2 separate regions of the Mus musculus genome follow, and region 1 is linked to region 2. Evidence: chromatin contacts called from public promoter capture Hi-C data. All regions are on one chromosome and are shown on one strand. The core of a region is the stretch at or near the end of the contact, and the rest is flanking DNA. Distances in the headings are between cores, read along the strand shown. Region 1 holds the start of 2410137M14Rik (RIKEN cDNA 2410137M14 gene). Region 2 holds the start of Trim15 (tripartite motif-containing 15).

The links. Capture Hi-C pulls out chosen DNA fragments and counts their contacts.
Region 1: a contact with region 2 is called in a promoter capture Hi-C map of adipose tissue. The contact joins the promoter of 2410137M14Rik here to the promoter of Trim15 in region 2. A contact is called at or near these places in 1 of 39 promoter capture datasets (pre-B cells), 1 of 115 datasets of contacts at active chromatin or transcription factors (embryonic stem cells) and 3 of 9 other capture datasets (adipose tissue, liver and pancreatic islet).

Annotation. Positions count from the first base shown.
Region 1 is chr17:36,976,933-36,984,245 of GRCm38.p6, reverse strand. It overlaps 2410137M14Rik (RIKEN cDNA 2410137M14 gene), which reads left to right and starts at 3,009. Exons shown (of 4, transcript NM_029747.3): 1 at 3,009-3,106; 2 at 5,313-5,595; 3 at 5,700-5,777; 4 at 6,140-6,545. The coding sequence starts at 3,104. The coding sequence ends at 6,264. It also overlaps the pseudogene H2-M4-ps and a transcript of H2-M5 not described here.
Region 2 is chr17:36,865,717-36,873,361 of GRCm38.p6, reverse strand. Trim15 (tripartite motif-containing 15) reads left to right here and starts at 6,175. Exons shown (of 7, transcript NM_001024134.2): 1 at 6,175-6,626; 2 at 6,962-7,057. The coding sequence starts at 6,261. Trim10 (tripartite motif-containing 10) reads right to left here and starts at 3,788. Exons shown (of 7, transcript NM_011280.2): 1 at 3,055-3,788; 2 at 1,594-1,689; 3 at 793-1,023; 4 at 67-89. The coding sequence starts at 3,483.

The DNA of each region.
Region 1 (7,313 bases), core at 1,760-4,259, 110 kb before region 2:
TTCAGTGATGAGCTAAATTTTAAGTATATTTTTAAAATATTACATTAATTCTGAAAAAATTTTTATGTGGATGTGGGGAGAAGATCAAGTTGTGTGATTCTGATCGAAGGTTCCGTCAGGAAAACAGTTTTAATGTGCATTCCATAGACCCAGACAAACTCTTTCTCATAAAGAAATCAAACAGTACAACAGAGTTTTTAATACGGTTTTTTGCTTCTTTGTTTCCCATTTGTGGTAACTTATACTTTTATTGGTTTCCTTAAAACTAAAAGTAGGCCATCACTGGGGAAGAGAGGCCCCTTGGTATTGCAAACTTTATATGCCCCAGTACAGTGGAATGCCAGGGCCAGAAGCAGGAGTGGGTAGGTAGGGGGGCAGGGCAGGGGGAGGGTATAGTGAACTTTCGGGATAGCATTTGAAATGTATATAAAGAAAATACCTAATAAAAAATTTTTTTAAAGAAGTGTTAAGTGAGACTGGAAAAAAAAAAAAACAAAAAAACAAAAAAATCCAAAAAACCCAAAAAACTAAAAGTAGGCCGTTAGAGATGGCCCAGGAGCTAGAGAGATGGTTCAGCATTTAGGAACCTGCTGTTCTTCCACATGGTGACTCACAACCCTCTGTAATACCAGTCCCCGGGGGTCTGATGGTCTCTGTGGGCACTTCGTTCATGTGGTACACACACATCCATGCAGGTAAAGCACATAAAAATATAATAAAGATGGTTTGCTTATGGAGGGAGGGAAGGCTGCTCAGTGGATATAACAGAGCCTCTGTAAGCATTTTGACAGAGACAAAATTACATGACAGTTTCTGTTCTTCAAGGTCTCTCAGGAGACTCATTGAGCAGGAAGAGTTTACAGGAGAAATGAGGTCAAGTTTATTCAAAGACCTTTCATGAATCCCCTAGAGCTTGGGTTATAGGTGGCTGTTGGATGGAAATAAAAAGGAAAGGAGAGGAAATGGCTGGACCTAGGTATGGCGAGGAAAAAAAAATATTGCAGATAAGAGGGAGAGGACAGCTAGAGGCAGAGACATTTGGGAGAGTCCAGAGTGGCCTTGGTGACTGAGATGGGCCATGTGGGGAGATGGGGAGGAGAAGGGAGAGAAGAGGGAAACCAGGTGTAGCAGCCAGGAGGTCAGAGGTACAAAAGGGAGCAAGTAACTAAAATGCCGAGATTATGGACAGGGAAGAGTCTAAGGGAGTTGGGGGAGGGAAGGGTACTTCAGCCATACCCTGTTGAGGGTAGGTACTCAAGGACAGAAGAATCTGGAGGCCACTCCACTTTGGTATGTTAAACAGGCACCTCTGCCATTTGTCCCAGTTGGAAACTTAACAGCTGTGAGCTGCAAGATTCTGGGAACTGAACTCAACACATGTTTTACTTTTTAGCCCAAGTAAGATTGATGGATGCACCCTGCTTAACATCTGTTTGAAGTCCTCCCTAATCTGTGAGAGCATACAGAGATCCTGAAACAAAAAGGTTGGGACTTCCTGACACATACAGCTCTCTACCAGGGTGCTGCATAAAGGGTTTACTGTGGTAAAGGACTCTAGGTGCAGGAGGAGGGGCTGTGGGTAAATTATCTGGTCTAGGATCTTGCTTTCAAGCAGTCTAAGGATTGAAGTTTCCTTGTGGCCCCAGGGTTCATTTCTCTAGTTTACACACCGTCAGTTCTCAGGAGCTTCTGCCAGTGTTAGGCAGCTAGACAAGCGTCACCTGGCTTAGGGGTTGTTAAGAATGGGCCCGCTCACACACATCCATTTACCAGTTGAGAAGGGTAGGGGTATCAGGGCTTTTGGGTAACTTGACTTTGGTCAAAAGAATGGAAACTAATCTCCACTTCTGACAAGGGTGGAGACTATGCATTCCGATCTGTCCCAGAGATTAGAATATTGCATACCAATGCCCCCTTCCACCTTCTTTGGGAGCTAATCTAACTAGACTTGTTAATCACCTAGCCAGCAGACAACCCCTCTGGAAAGCTGGTCATTTGAAAACATGCAAAGGAAATGGAAGGAATAATAATACCCCAAATGAAATAATGTACTTACTACGTTCCTGAAGTATCCCCCCAGCCCTCCCCCCAAATCCACTTCCTTGTAGATTAACTGCTGAGTCTGTTTGCTTTCCTGATTTATAACTCAAGGGGTTAATCCTTTCTTTTCTCCTTTCTACAGCTGCTTACCCTCCCCCATTGATGACCCTTAGCCCCTGCTAAGATTATGGTTTGCTAGTGTTGTTGCCTTCCCTCACCCCTCCCCCTCCCCGCCATCCCGAACTAATGAGGTGAACCTGGAGCGTCCTTCTGACTCTGGCTTGTTATTGGCTTTTCTTTCTTTTCTTTTTAATCAAAAACACTCTAAGAATCCACAAATGGGAAACCTCTTTTCCCCAGTAATGTTTGGACACCCACATGTTCACTTCTGTTGTGTGTGGGAATTTTGTAGAACCACTAAGAGTCATGATCTGCCCCCACACACCCACAACGCTATAAAACTTCATAGACAGGGATCTTGCTCTTCAAGTTCTCCAAACACGGAGGATGGGGTCCGTGGTGCTGCACACCCTCTTTCCATTGCTGGCGACCGCCCTGGTCCCAACTCAGGCCAGCGCGGGTGAGTGCAGGGTGGAAAGTGAAGCCACTTCTGTGGGGAGGAGGGAGGAGGCTGGGCAGCAATAGCTCAGGGAACGCTAAGTCTCAGCGGCTGTCTCCCAACTACACACCCTCTGCCAGGCTCTCTTCTCCAATCCGTGTCTGGAGCCCTGTGTGCTAGTTCTCCTCCCAGCAAGTCCGCTTGTCTCCAGGTCCACCTGGGTTGACCCCCGCACCACCCCTAGGCTCACACTCCCTGCGGTATTTCACCACCACCTTGTACGATCCTGGCTAAGGCAAACCTCGGTTCACCGAGGCTACATGGACAACATACAGATCACGAGCTTCAGCAAAGACTTGGAGAGTCAGTGGGTGGAGCCGTGGGTGCCATTTATAGCTCAGGAACCTGAGCATTTGGAGGAGCTGATGCGCCTCGCCAGGAGGATCTTAATACTCGGTCAAATCGAACTGTGGACCCTGTTCGGCTATCATAGCCAGAGAGAGAATGGTGAGTGATCCTATATGGAAGGCTAGTCTATAGTCTCCGCATATTCTTATGAAATATGTACCTTGGGCTGGTGAAATCTGCAAGTTCCTGCAATCCTGGAGAAGCCTGCAGAAATTTACTGTGGTTTCATTTCAGTTTGAAGTAGGCTTTGACCAATCACGAGCAGGCTGTGTGCAATGAATGGGGCTAACCTGGGACATGGTGCTGACCACTTTGGCCTCAACAGAGTCTCACACTGTCCAGTGACTAATCGGCTGTGACATAGGGCCAGACCATCACCTCCTCCGTGGGTATAAGCACATCACTTATGAAGGCCAGGATTACATCTCTCTGACCGAGAGGACCTGCGCTCCTGGGTTGCAGTGGATACCGAGGAGTCTCAGATCACTAGGTGCAAGCAAGAGGCATCTGGTTTTGTTATATCATGCACATCTTTCTTGGAGGGAAGGTGCGTTGAAGTGGCTTCTCAAATACCTGGATAAAGGGGAGGAGATGCTGCAGCATGCAGGTTTCAGGGGTAGCTTCTATTGGCCCTTGAGCAGACTTTATGCCAGGACCAATTCCTAAGCCACCTATTGTGAAATACTGTCCCCCAGGCTCCACACAAGGCTGTTACTGTTTCAAAATCAGAAAAGCTGTGATTACCCTTACTGGGGATTCTAGCCATTCACACCCTCCTATGTTCCCCAATCACAAGGAATCCTACTAGCCACATCTGGACTTCAGAAATATTAGTGTATATGGGAACTAGAAGGTTAATTGATGGTATGGGTGTAGTGGCTGATGCCTTTAATCCCATCATTGAAGAGGCAGAGGCAGGCAGATGAGTGAGTTGGAGGCCAGCTTTGTCTATATAGTGAACTTCTGGATAGCCAGTATGGTAATGGTGTGTGTGTGTGTGTGTGTGTATTAATTGATTGAATTCATTGGTGGCACACTCCAGTGATCTAGCTTTTGTGAGTTGTCATTCATGCTGGAGTGGGCTTTTCAGTGTTGTAGGTGTTTATGAGTATTAAGTAACGCCTCACTCGTGTCTGTAAGTAACCTTCAATGCATTTATGGGATTGCCAAACTGTGTTGGATGGTAAGGATGGGCTTTGATGGGATCATTCATTTGGTCTGTTGTTGGAGTCCTGTCTGGGGTGAATAGATATCTATCATATCTCTCCGGAGAAAGTAATAAAATACTCTACACCCAAGTGGGGACCCAGCAGGACCAAAATGGGCTTGGGAGGATCAGGTTCACGGTTACTGGGATATAAGACATGAAATTGAAGCCAAACCATCCATGGGAGAAATTACTGATGTGTCTCTGCTTTCTCCATGTGGTGTGGAATGGCAGCGGAGGGTTGCAATGCACTTGGTGTGGATGATTGGACTCACATCTGAGACTGCTCCATCTGAAGGTGTATCGATACCTCGACATGGCATGCTATCTATCACAACAGCAACAGCAATTTCTGAAATAATACTTGTGGGGCAGGATCCTAAGCAGACAGTGACAGCAGTTGTGTGTCCTTTGCTGTGGGCAGTTGAGACTTGCAACTGGGGCTTAGCCATCTTCCCAGGGCTCTCAAGGCTGTGGGACATAGAAGCAGATGGGGTCTGGGTGATGTAGAAGTAGAGAAATTGAGTGTTGTCACTGCTCATTCCTCTCTGAAAGAAAGGTTGCACAGTCTGAGGCAATACAAAGGAATCATTGGGCCAGCAAGATGTCTCAATGTTTGGTGCTTGCCATAAAGCCTAACAACCTGAGTTTGGAACCCTGAGCACACATGGAGAAGGAGAGAACAAGTTGTCTTATGACCTCTAGATAAGTGCTGCACATGTATAGGGGTACACACACATATTGGTCTGGAGCAGAGGAAGCCTCCCTGATTTCCAGATCCCACAGGATCCACCTGAGCCACAGGGAACATTTTTACATTGAAAGCACAATAGTGGACTCCATCTTTTCGTGGATGAAGGGGTACCAGCTCTGAAAAGAGTGAGTGCCAGTCCTGTTTTGATCTCAGTCCCCGTTTCTGCCAATGTTCACAGATCGGGAACAGATCCAAGGAATAGATATTTCTTCATCCTAAGTCCATGCTGTGTAAGAGCTGCTGTTTCAATTTTCAACCCAACTATGGGGATGATCACATGACTAATGCTCATATAGTCCACAGGAGAGAACAGAAGGTTGTTACCCTCTGACTCTTCTCCTCAGACTCCCCCCAAAACAAATGTGGCCCATCATTCAACGCTTGAAGGTGATGTCACCCTGAGATGCTGGGCCCTGGATTTCCACCCTGCTGTCATCATCCTGACCTGGCAGAGGGATGAGAAGGACCTGACTCAGGACATGGACCTTGTGGAGACCAGGCCTGCAGAGGACGAAGCCTTCCAGAAGTGGGCAGCTGTGGTGCTGCCTTCAGGAGAAGAGCATAAATACACATGCCATGTGCAACCTGAGGGGCTGTCTGAACCTCTCATCCTGAAATGGAGTAAAGGTAGTGTGTGTAGGTACAGAGTCTGTCCTTGGGAAAGCAGGAACCCTTCTGCAGACCTTGAGCATATCCCTTAGTTCTATCCTCCTCTCCCTTCTCTCTTCCAGAGCCATCTTTTTCTCCCACCACACCCATCACGGGGATCACTGCTGGTCTGGTTCTCCTTCCAGTTTTGGTCACTGGAGGTGCGCTGCCATAGTGGTGAGGAGGGAAAGTGCAGATAAGGATGGTGTTTGAGATTTGGGTTTTCCTGAGATATTTCAAGCCCTGGATACAAATGTGCCAATTTTCTGTTTTGTTACTATAAAGTGTATCCATTAGTGTGTCTTAGCCACTTAGCGGCCTTTTTTTTTTTTTTTTTTTTTAAACCAACTGTGTAAGGAACACCTGGAAATAGAGGAGGGGGTGGTGCTTCACACAGAGGACTCTACTAATGTGGACACAAATCTGAGGCAGGGTCTCCAGGAAGAGGGAACGGGCCTCTGGGAGGGCACTCCATCTTTTTCCTATACAAATCCTTTCTTCATGTTTTTTGACCCTGTTCCAGGTCTGTCTGCAACCATACCCCTGGAATATTGCCTGAGGTCTAGGACTAAGAGTTTCCTCTGGAACCAAATCGTTCTGCATTCTGTTCTCTGCCTTTATCCTCCCAGAGATGGAGAAGGATGTTAACTTTATTATTTTTATCATTTTATCTCCACCCCTTAACCTCAAGTCCCAGCACTGAAAGTCTCGAAAGGAAACAGAGACCTAGTCCCTCCCTCATTCTGTTAAACAACCCAGCAGCTGGGCACAGCCTGAGTCCTTGGCTCCACTGTGGCGGGAGTCCTGTATCTTGCATCGGATCTGGTGGTGTTTGGCTTTTGTATTCTGTCCCTGGATATGAAGGCTCAAGTTTGGAGTTTTGGATTTTTCTAAGATTAAAAAAAAAATCTGTGAGGCTCTAATGTCCCATATAAAATTTTGTGTGTTTAAAAGGTAATAATGTCTATACGTTGGAAATCAGTCTAGGGAATTTTCAGATAGCAAGAGACTTTTATCCTGTAAATTGCTAACTTCGTCTTGTACTTGAGGTGATGATACTCAGTGGGAGAGAAAATAACTCAGGGCTGATGACAGGTCCAGGTCCGTATGTCCTTACATCCTCAGGGCAAAATACTTTATTCCCACTTGGGACTGTTCCTTGTTGTGAGTACTGCTCTGACAACTGGCATCAGTGGCCTCAAACCTTGTTCCAGGATTCTCATACCTCTTCCCAAGACCCTTGCTGTCTTAGACTGTGAAGCAGGGAGGCCATGTACTACCTTCTCACCGATTTTGGTAGGTTCTCACACTGTACTTCAGGATGGGCTGGCACTCACTATGTAGCTGTGATGGCTAATCTTCATTGTCAGTTTGTCAGTTTGCAATTCTGGAGATGTCTCTGATGTTTCCAGAGATTAACTGAGGAAAGGAGAGCCTGCTTGAATGTGATGACACCAACCTATCACTCGGGGGGGCCCAGGCTGAACACAAGGGAGGAAGAGAGGGAAGCCAGATGAGGGGCAGCATCCCCACACTCTGCTCCTGATGCATGGAGATGTGAGTCCAGTCACATGCTCCAGCTGCCATGAACTCCACCGTGCTTTCCTTCCAGGATGGGATATAAAAATCAAAAACCAAAACAAACCCTTCTTGACTTAAGTTGCTTCTTTCAGATTTTTGTTTTGTTTTGTTTTGTT
Region 2 (7,645 bases), core at 4,926-7,425:
AACTAGGTACGTGGTGTATGGATGAATGTCTATGGGGAAGAAAAAAGTAGATACTTTATCACTAACCTTATTAGAGTGCTTCTGATATCCTGAGAGGGGAAAGGAAGAAAGGAAAGGAGGGAGGGAGAGAGGGAGGAACAGATGGACAGAGAGAGAGAGAGAGAGAGAGAGAGAGAGAGAGAGAGAGAGAGAGAGAGAGAGAATTAGGTTCTAGTTTTTCTCTCCCACTTTTGTTATGACCATAAAACCCAAAATACTGCCGTATTCCCAGCCTTGGACATTAAGACCAGAACCCAGACCTTTGTTTCATGGACAGAGTTGATGATACGACCTACTTCTCCCCAGCTATAGGCAAAAGTGAGCAAGTTCTACACCAAAGTCTCTTATTTCCCAGTACCCAGTGCATCTCCCTAAAGCATGCTCCTGGAACCCCAATAACTCTCCTCCAGTTCAAGGAAGTGGTACAGTCTAGGAAGAACTTCCTGGCCATGGAGGGGAAAGTTTTGCTTTGGAGGCAACACCTGGCACTTGTTTGCACAGTGTGTGATACGTCTCAGGAGCAACTTCCACCTCCTTTTACTGTCATATCCTCATTTCCTCTCCATTCTACGGAGGGCAGGAAGGAGAGACCAACAACAGAGAGCACAGTGACCAGGCAGCTCTTGGGGAAGCACAGATTACAATCCAACCCCCTTTCCCCATGTACCTCCTCCATCTTCAGTGCCTAAACATGTATGTCAAGGAGGTACCAATTAGGCAGTAATTCCAGAGACCCTGGAGGCCAGGCCTCACCGTCAGGAGCCCCCTGGCTGTCCTCTTGTTCTTCTCCTCCAGCTCCTCAATCAGGGTGCTGAACCGGCAGATCTCCCCAGTGGCCAGGGAATCAAACTCTTCCTGCTGCTTCAAGATGTCCCCGTCTAACCCCTCCAGTTGTGCTAAGAGGGCAGTCTGCTGTTGCTGCAGGAACTGGCTCAGATGCGCAAACTGTGAGATCACCTGTTGCCTCTTGGTGGCCACCTGAGTCTGAGAAGGGAAGATGAGAGCCAGGGAGAACATTTTACTCTCCTCACAGCGAGATCTTCTCCCATCTTTTCCCCCTCTTCCTGTGGCATCTCATCTGTCCTTTCTTCCCTTTCCTTATAAATTCCCACTTCCCTCTTGATCTATGCCCACACCTCCCAAGGTTAGGCAGTAAAATCAGAGCCCCCTACTCCTGCCTGCTCCTCAGCCCCCATAAGGATGTGGAGCTATGTTCTTTCAGCTTGTCACTCCATTTCTGGGAGCGACACAGCCCAGCTATTGCCTCCCTATCACTACTGTGGCTTCTAAAAGGGGCTCAGAGTAGACCCCAGAGATGCTGGCCTCGTACACATCACCAGGCTGTTAGAGGCAGGATCGCACTAATTCCTGCACTGATTTGATAAGGAAATGAACCTTAATCTCCATTCTTACAGGTGAGTACGTCAAAGTTAGAGAATCGATGGAAGAAATAATATCAAAGACAGGATTCCGATTCAGAGAGCTCCACGTCTCTGCTCTGTGAGCCTTAGACTCTGGGAGAAGGAGCTGGGCCTGGGGAGGGTGGAGACGTACCAGGAGCACCTGTATTCTTTTGTTTTCTCTTGACTGGGTTTCTTGAATCTCTTCTCTCTCTTTCCTTAGACACACGAGACACTTCTGTATTTGTTCCTGGGTAGAAGGAGCATGAAGTATTAAGATGCAGAAAGTAACTGTAGAGGGATGTCCCTCCCTTCTATGCGTGGAAGCAAAGTGCGCTGGGGATGAGTGTGAACCCCAGCACCTTGAGAGATTCAGGGTCTTCGTTCTTGTTCTCATTTTGAGGCTGGATCTCATGTAGTCCAGGCTTACCTCAAACTCAGGATCTTCTTGCCTCAGTTTTCCCAACAGTAGGATCATAGGTGAGCACCCCCAGACCTGGCCTTGAGTCTTATGACTCTTGCTTTATGTCCTAGAGATTTTGAGCAGGGCTTCCCCCCATTCTCATCTACCATCAAAGGTCATGACTTTGCTTCTCCTTTGAGCCCTTCTCTGCGTTAAACAGCTACCTACTTTTGCATCTGCCAAGTATTACCTATGAGCTCCACATGTTCTTAGCTGGAACTGAAATCATGTCACCCAGAGGAAATACATGCAAACAACGTCTCCCTTTTTACTAGAACCAATAATCTAGAAATGGTACACAAGGTGAGAAGAAATTTAGATGCAAAAATAATTGATGCCCAGTTTTATAAATTGTTCTAGATTAGAGTTAGGAACAAGCAAACACATAAATATCTATGTGTGTATGTGTGTTTAGAAATACATACAGACAAGCTGGGGATGTAGCTCAGTTATTAGAGCGCTTGCTTAGCATGCACAGGACTCCTAACCCTGCATCAAACGAGTGTGGCAGCATATGCCTATAATCCCTTCATCCAGGGGTAGAACTAGAAGAATCAGAAATTCAAGGTCATCCTAGGCTATATAATTAGTCTGAGGCAAGCTGGTCTCACTATGAAAAGATCACTAATAAATTGCTACATCATACATACAAATGCCTGCTCATAACAAAATATGGTATAAAAGCAACTAAAACCAGCAATGCACTCACTTAATGGAAAATAAAAAAGTATATGCCACAAATATTCACCCAACCAGCCCATTCAGTTACACGCTTCAAACAGAACACACTCAGACCATCCCTCCACAAACAAGGCGTTCACTCTTGTACATAAACAAGCACTGTCATTCCCTAAAATCCAAACTTCAAGCACACTTAACTGATACAGGACACACACACACGTTTGATGGTTCATCCGTTCAGAAAGGATTTACTATGGTCCACAAGGAAACAACATAGAACTCTTAATTATAACTCCGTGCTTCTCTGTGCTTCAGTATGTGCCTGGCTGATCAAATAAGGTAAAAAAAATTGGAGTCCGGATGCTCCTTCCAGCCCAGAATCCACACCACCTTTCTACTTCCCTTAGTCCAATCCAGCTCTCTCAAGGGTGCCCCAGAGCCCCTTCCTACCCTGTAGGGATCCTCTCCTACCCTGTAGGGACCTGCTGCGTCCTCCAGGAAGCGCACAGTGTGAGCCCCATGCTGTCCGGTTTCGCGGCATACCACACACAACTGTGCCTCATCCTCCTCGCAAAAGAAGTAGATTTTCTCCCCGTGTTCCGGACAGGCATCCTCCACCTCCAGGCCTCGCGTGGACGCCAGCTGAAGGCGCTCGATGTTCTCCACCACATTGGCCAGCTGCCAGTTGGGCCGGAAGCTCCCTGGGCGGAAGGGCTCTTTGCAGAGCGGGCAGCTGAGGGACTCCTCTGATTCTGGACCTGGGATCTCGCAGTAGCGAGTGAGGCAGCCACGACAGAAGTTGTGGCCACAGTCAATGGTGACTGGCTCCCTCAGGGTGCCTTGGCAGATGGGGCAGTTGACCTCATCTGCCAGGCTAGTCACAGAAGGAGCTGAGGCCATGTCAATCCTACCAGGCCTTCTGACGCTGGAAGTCACCGTCTCTGCTCACCCTCCACACCCACATCAGGCCTGAACACCAACATAGTCACCCACACTGGGACAAGGGACCCAGTTACATCTCTGGCACCAGAGCCCCTTGTCCTGCTCTCCCAGGAGCAGACACACTCCTGCCAACAGCATAGGTGAAGAAATAGAGGAGGAAGGCCCAGGGGCTCAAAGCACCATAAGTTAACTCTCTGGACCAGTTCCCATGGCCTGGAGCTCACTGCAACTTTCTGTCCACCCGAAGCTGCTCACAGTCTCTCAGCAGACCACTGTTGAAAGAGATCTTTTCTTCAGGGGCAGGGAGGAGCTTGACTCACAGCTACTGCCACCCCAGCTCTTAAACATAGCCACCTGTCTCCAGGGAGATTGGAGGTATCAGCCAGTACAAGGCTAGTGGCCAGGGGAGTGTGGGGACTCAGATAAGGCTCTTGAGCTGGGGTGTGCACAGCACAAGGAACTGTGGTGATGCCTCCATGGTCCTATAACAGGCTTTAAAAGAGGGCCGAGAGAAGGGAAAAAAAAAACAAAAACAACAACAACAACAACAACAACAAAAAACGTATGAGGGAGGAAAAATAGAGCCAGCATTATTTATTTATTTATTTATTTATTTATTTATTTATTACCATGACTACATATCTCCCACTGATAGACGGAAGCACTTTAAACAGTTTTTTTTTTTTTTTTTTAATTCCACCTTGGCTCTATCACATCCTGCTGTTTGGACCTCCATTTTGCAAGCTCCTCCAGGTTCCCTCCACTCATCCAAGGGGAACCAACAGAGTGCAGGTGACTGTGATCTATCTGCAAGTCAAAGCTATGTGTCTTCCAGGAGATTCAGTCTACCAGAAACCCAAAGGACAAACAGACATGGTGGCACATGCCTGTGATCTCAGCACCTGTTATCCAGAGATGGGAGAATCAGGAGTCCTCAAGACCAGCCTCTGCTTGTATAGCAGCTCAGAGGCCAGTCTGAGCTACGTGAAATGTGTCTTGAGGAAAAAAACAATCAGTGAAAGTCACATATATGCAATGTAAATGTTTCTGGTTGCCAATATGAGCTGGGCCCCAATGGAACAGAATTATATATAAAGGGACATTATTGGGAAACCGGGTATTTTGAATACTGACAGTAAACTCACTAATAGATTGCTAAAGTTCTTTAAATTATATAGTTTTTATTATTACTGTGTATATGTGTGTATGTGTGTGCATGTGTAGGTGTGTGTGCATGTGTATATATGTGTGTGCATGTGTGCATGTGTAGGTGTGTGTGTGTGTGTGCGCGCGCTTGCGCGCTCGTATTCTGGCATAAATGTAGAAATCAAAGGACAACTTTGTGGAGTGAGTTCTTGCCTTCAACCATGTTGGTCCCAGGGCTAGAACTCAGGTCTTTGGCTTGGCAGCAGTTGCTTTTACCTGATGCGGCATCACACCGGCCCATGTTAAATTTTTTAATGACACCGTGGTTGTGTGGATGAATTCCTCACTCTGAGGAGATATATGTTGTATTTATGGAAGAGAGAGCAGATGGCCCAATACTTACAAAATTCAAAAATGCACAAAGGCATTCATGCCACTATTTCTCCACACTATCAATAAATTTGAATGTTTCTCATAATAAGGGTGAGAAAAATATTATAAGACAAAAAGTAAATATTAGTAGTATATTTAAGTTAGTCCAATGTTTCCAAAAATATTTTTGAGCATAGAGTCAACATGAAATACTAGCGATATATCACATGTCTCTGTAGTGATGTGAAATCGTTTATACAAACAGCACATCTCAGCCAGGGCCGACCACATATAATTAGACAGCTGTTCTAAGGATGCATTGTCAAGTGGGAAGGTAGGGCAGGAAGAAGGGGTGTGTGAAACATGAAAATAGGTGGGATAAAAAGACCTGGTGAGCACGAGGGTCTGGCTTTGTCCACAGGGCAGGTGAATGCCTAGGGATCCTGGCAGCTTGTCCACAGGGCAGGAGAATGCCCAGGGACCCTGGCGGCTTGATCTCTGACCCAGTTTTGGGAAGAGCTGGAATCCAAATACCCCAATGCCTTCTGTCTTGTGGCTGTCAAACTCTCTGATCCTTAGAAATCCTCTTTGCCTTTCAATTTGTATCTCTTTCTCCACACTTGTCCCAATGAGTTGTTATTAAATTGGTTGTTCTGGAGTAATTTCTTGGGGTGGTGGTGGTGGTGGTGGAGGTGGTGGTGAGTGCATATTGCCAGACGAGGGGAACGTGCATTTGGGCTCGAAATTCGAGGTCAGTCTCAACATCACAGGCTGGACTCTGATGCCACTGCCAGCCTCCTAGCCTGAACTATGGCTCTCACCTGCCCAGCGTGACAGGAAGCGGCTCCTCCCCAATGGCCTCACCTCTCTGTAGCCAAGAGATTCCAGGAAACCCCATTTCCAAGTGACCTCATGATGCAATACGCTGCTCCCCACCCAAGGGACCGAAGGCGACAGGAGTGGAGAGCTAGGTCACCTGCCTGCCCCTGGGAAACGCTGGGTAGTCAAGACGCCCTGGAGTTTGGACCTGCTTAGCTGCTGGGTTCTGGGCGTGGCAGCCAGGTGACCTCGCTGAGCTGACATTCCTGCCTTTCTTTCAGCCTCCGATTCCTTTGCTTCTGTGACAGTGACGCACTTAAAAGTGACTCAGTTTCAGGGAAAGGAAATTGGAGTGGACCGAGTCAGAAGACTGTGGACAGGCAGGGGAAGGCACGGTGATGCCCTCAACCCGGTCCCTGCGGGGACTTCACCAAGTAGCCTGTCCTGTCTGCACCCGACCCTTGCAGGATGCGGTGACCACAGCCTGCGGACACACTGTCTGCCTACTCTGCCTCCCGCGCACCCCAATGGGAGCCCAGCTGCTGTGCCCTCTCTGTCAGGGGGCAGAAGAGGAGAAAATCCAGGCCGCAGTGGCCCCGGTGTCCCTAGGTCCCCTGAGCGAGACCTACTGTGAAGAGCACGGAGAGAAGATCTATTTCTTCTGTAAGACAGACGCGGAGCTGCTCTGCGTGTTCTGCAGGGAGGGCCCCGCCCACCAGGCACACACTGTGGGGTTCCTGGATGAAGCCATCCAACCCTACAGGGTAAGGAGCTGAGGCGCTGCTTCGTGGGGGCAGGATGGTGACCTGATGTGGGTGAGTGAAGGAAAAGGGATAGAGATTTACTGTCTAAAATCCTCTCAGTCCTCCTCTTTGCTCCTGGTTTCCCTGCGGGCACATACACCTTACTTACCACACACTTTCTATCTCCATAGTGCCACCCAACCCAATTCTTGCCCTAAATGGTGATACAATGAAGGTCAAGGATTAGGACTCTTGTCAGTTTGAATCTCTCAGCCTCGGTGGTGTGTCCACAACATAGCACACGGTATTTGCCAGTGGGATTATTCACCGACCCTCTGCTTTCTTTTTTCTGACAGGATCGTCTCAGGAGTCGGTTAGAAGCTCTAAGAATGGAGAGGGACAAGATAGAAGATAGGAAATGTCAAGAAGACCAGAAGCTCCAGGAGGTTCTGGTAAAGATCACACACACACCTATGGCTGTCTGTTCCTTTGTTCCAGTTTGTTTGTTTAGGTACAGAGTCTCATGTAGCTCAAACTGGCCTCAAAGTCACTACTTAGCGGATCCTATTTTCTCTGCCCCCACAGGTGCTGGAATTACAGGCATGTGCCACCATCCTAACATGTTGGGTAGCTAGCTCAGTATGAACAGTGGTTGCGTAGAATACATGGAGCCCTATATTCAATACTCAGCACTGAATAGGAGTGTTCTATAATTGCAGCACTTGGGTGATGGAGTTAAGAGCGTCAAAAGCTCAATGTCATCTTTGACTTCATTGTGAATTGAGTTTGAGGCCAGCCTAGAATGCATAAGACATGGACATGTATCTCAAGAAAAAAAATAAATTACAACAGTTATTCATGAGTCTAAAGAAGACATAGTAGTTAGTTTTGTGTGGTTAGTTTTGTTGTTGTTTTTGTTTGTTTGCCAAATTGACTCAAGCAAGGGTCATCTGGGAAGAGGGAACCCTTCCTAAATGAGGAATTGAAAACAAAAAATCAGCCGAGAAAAACATTTCTTTCAGATTGGCTGTATGTGGTAA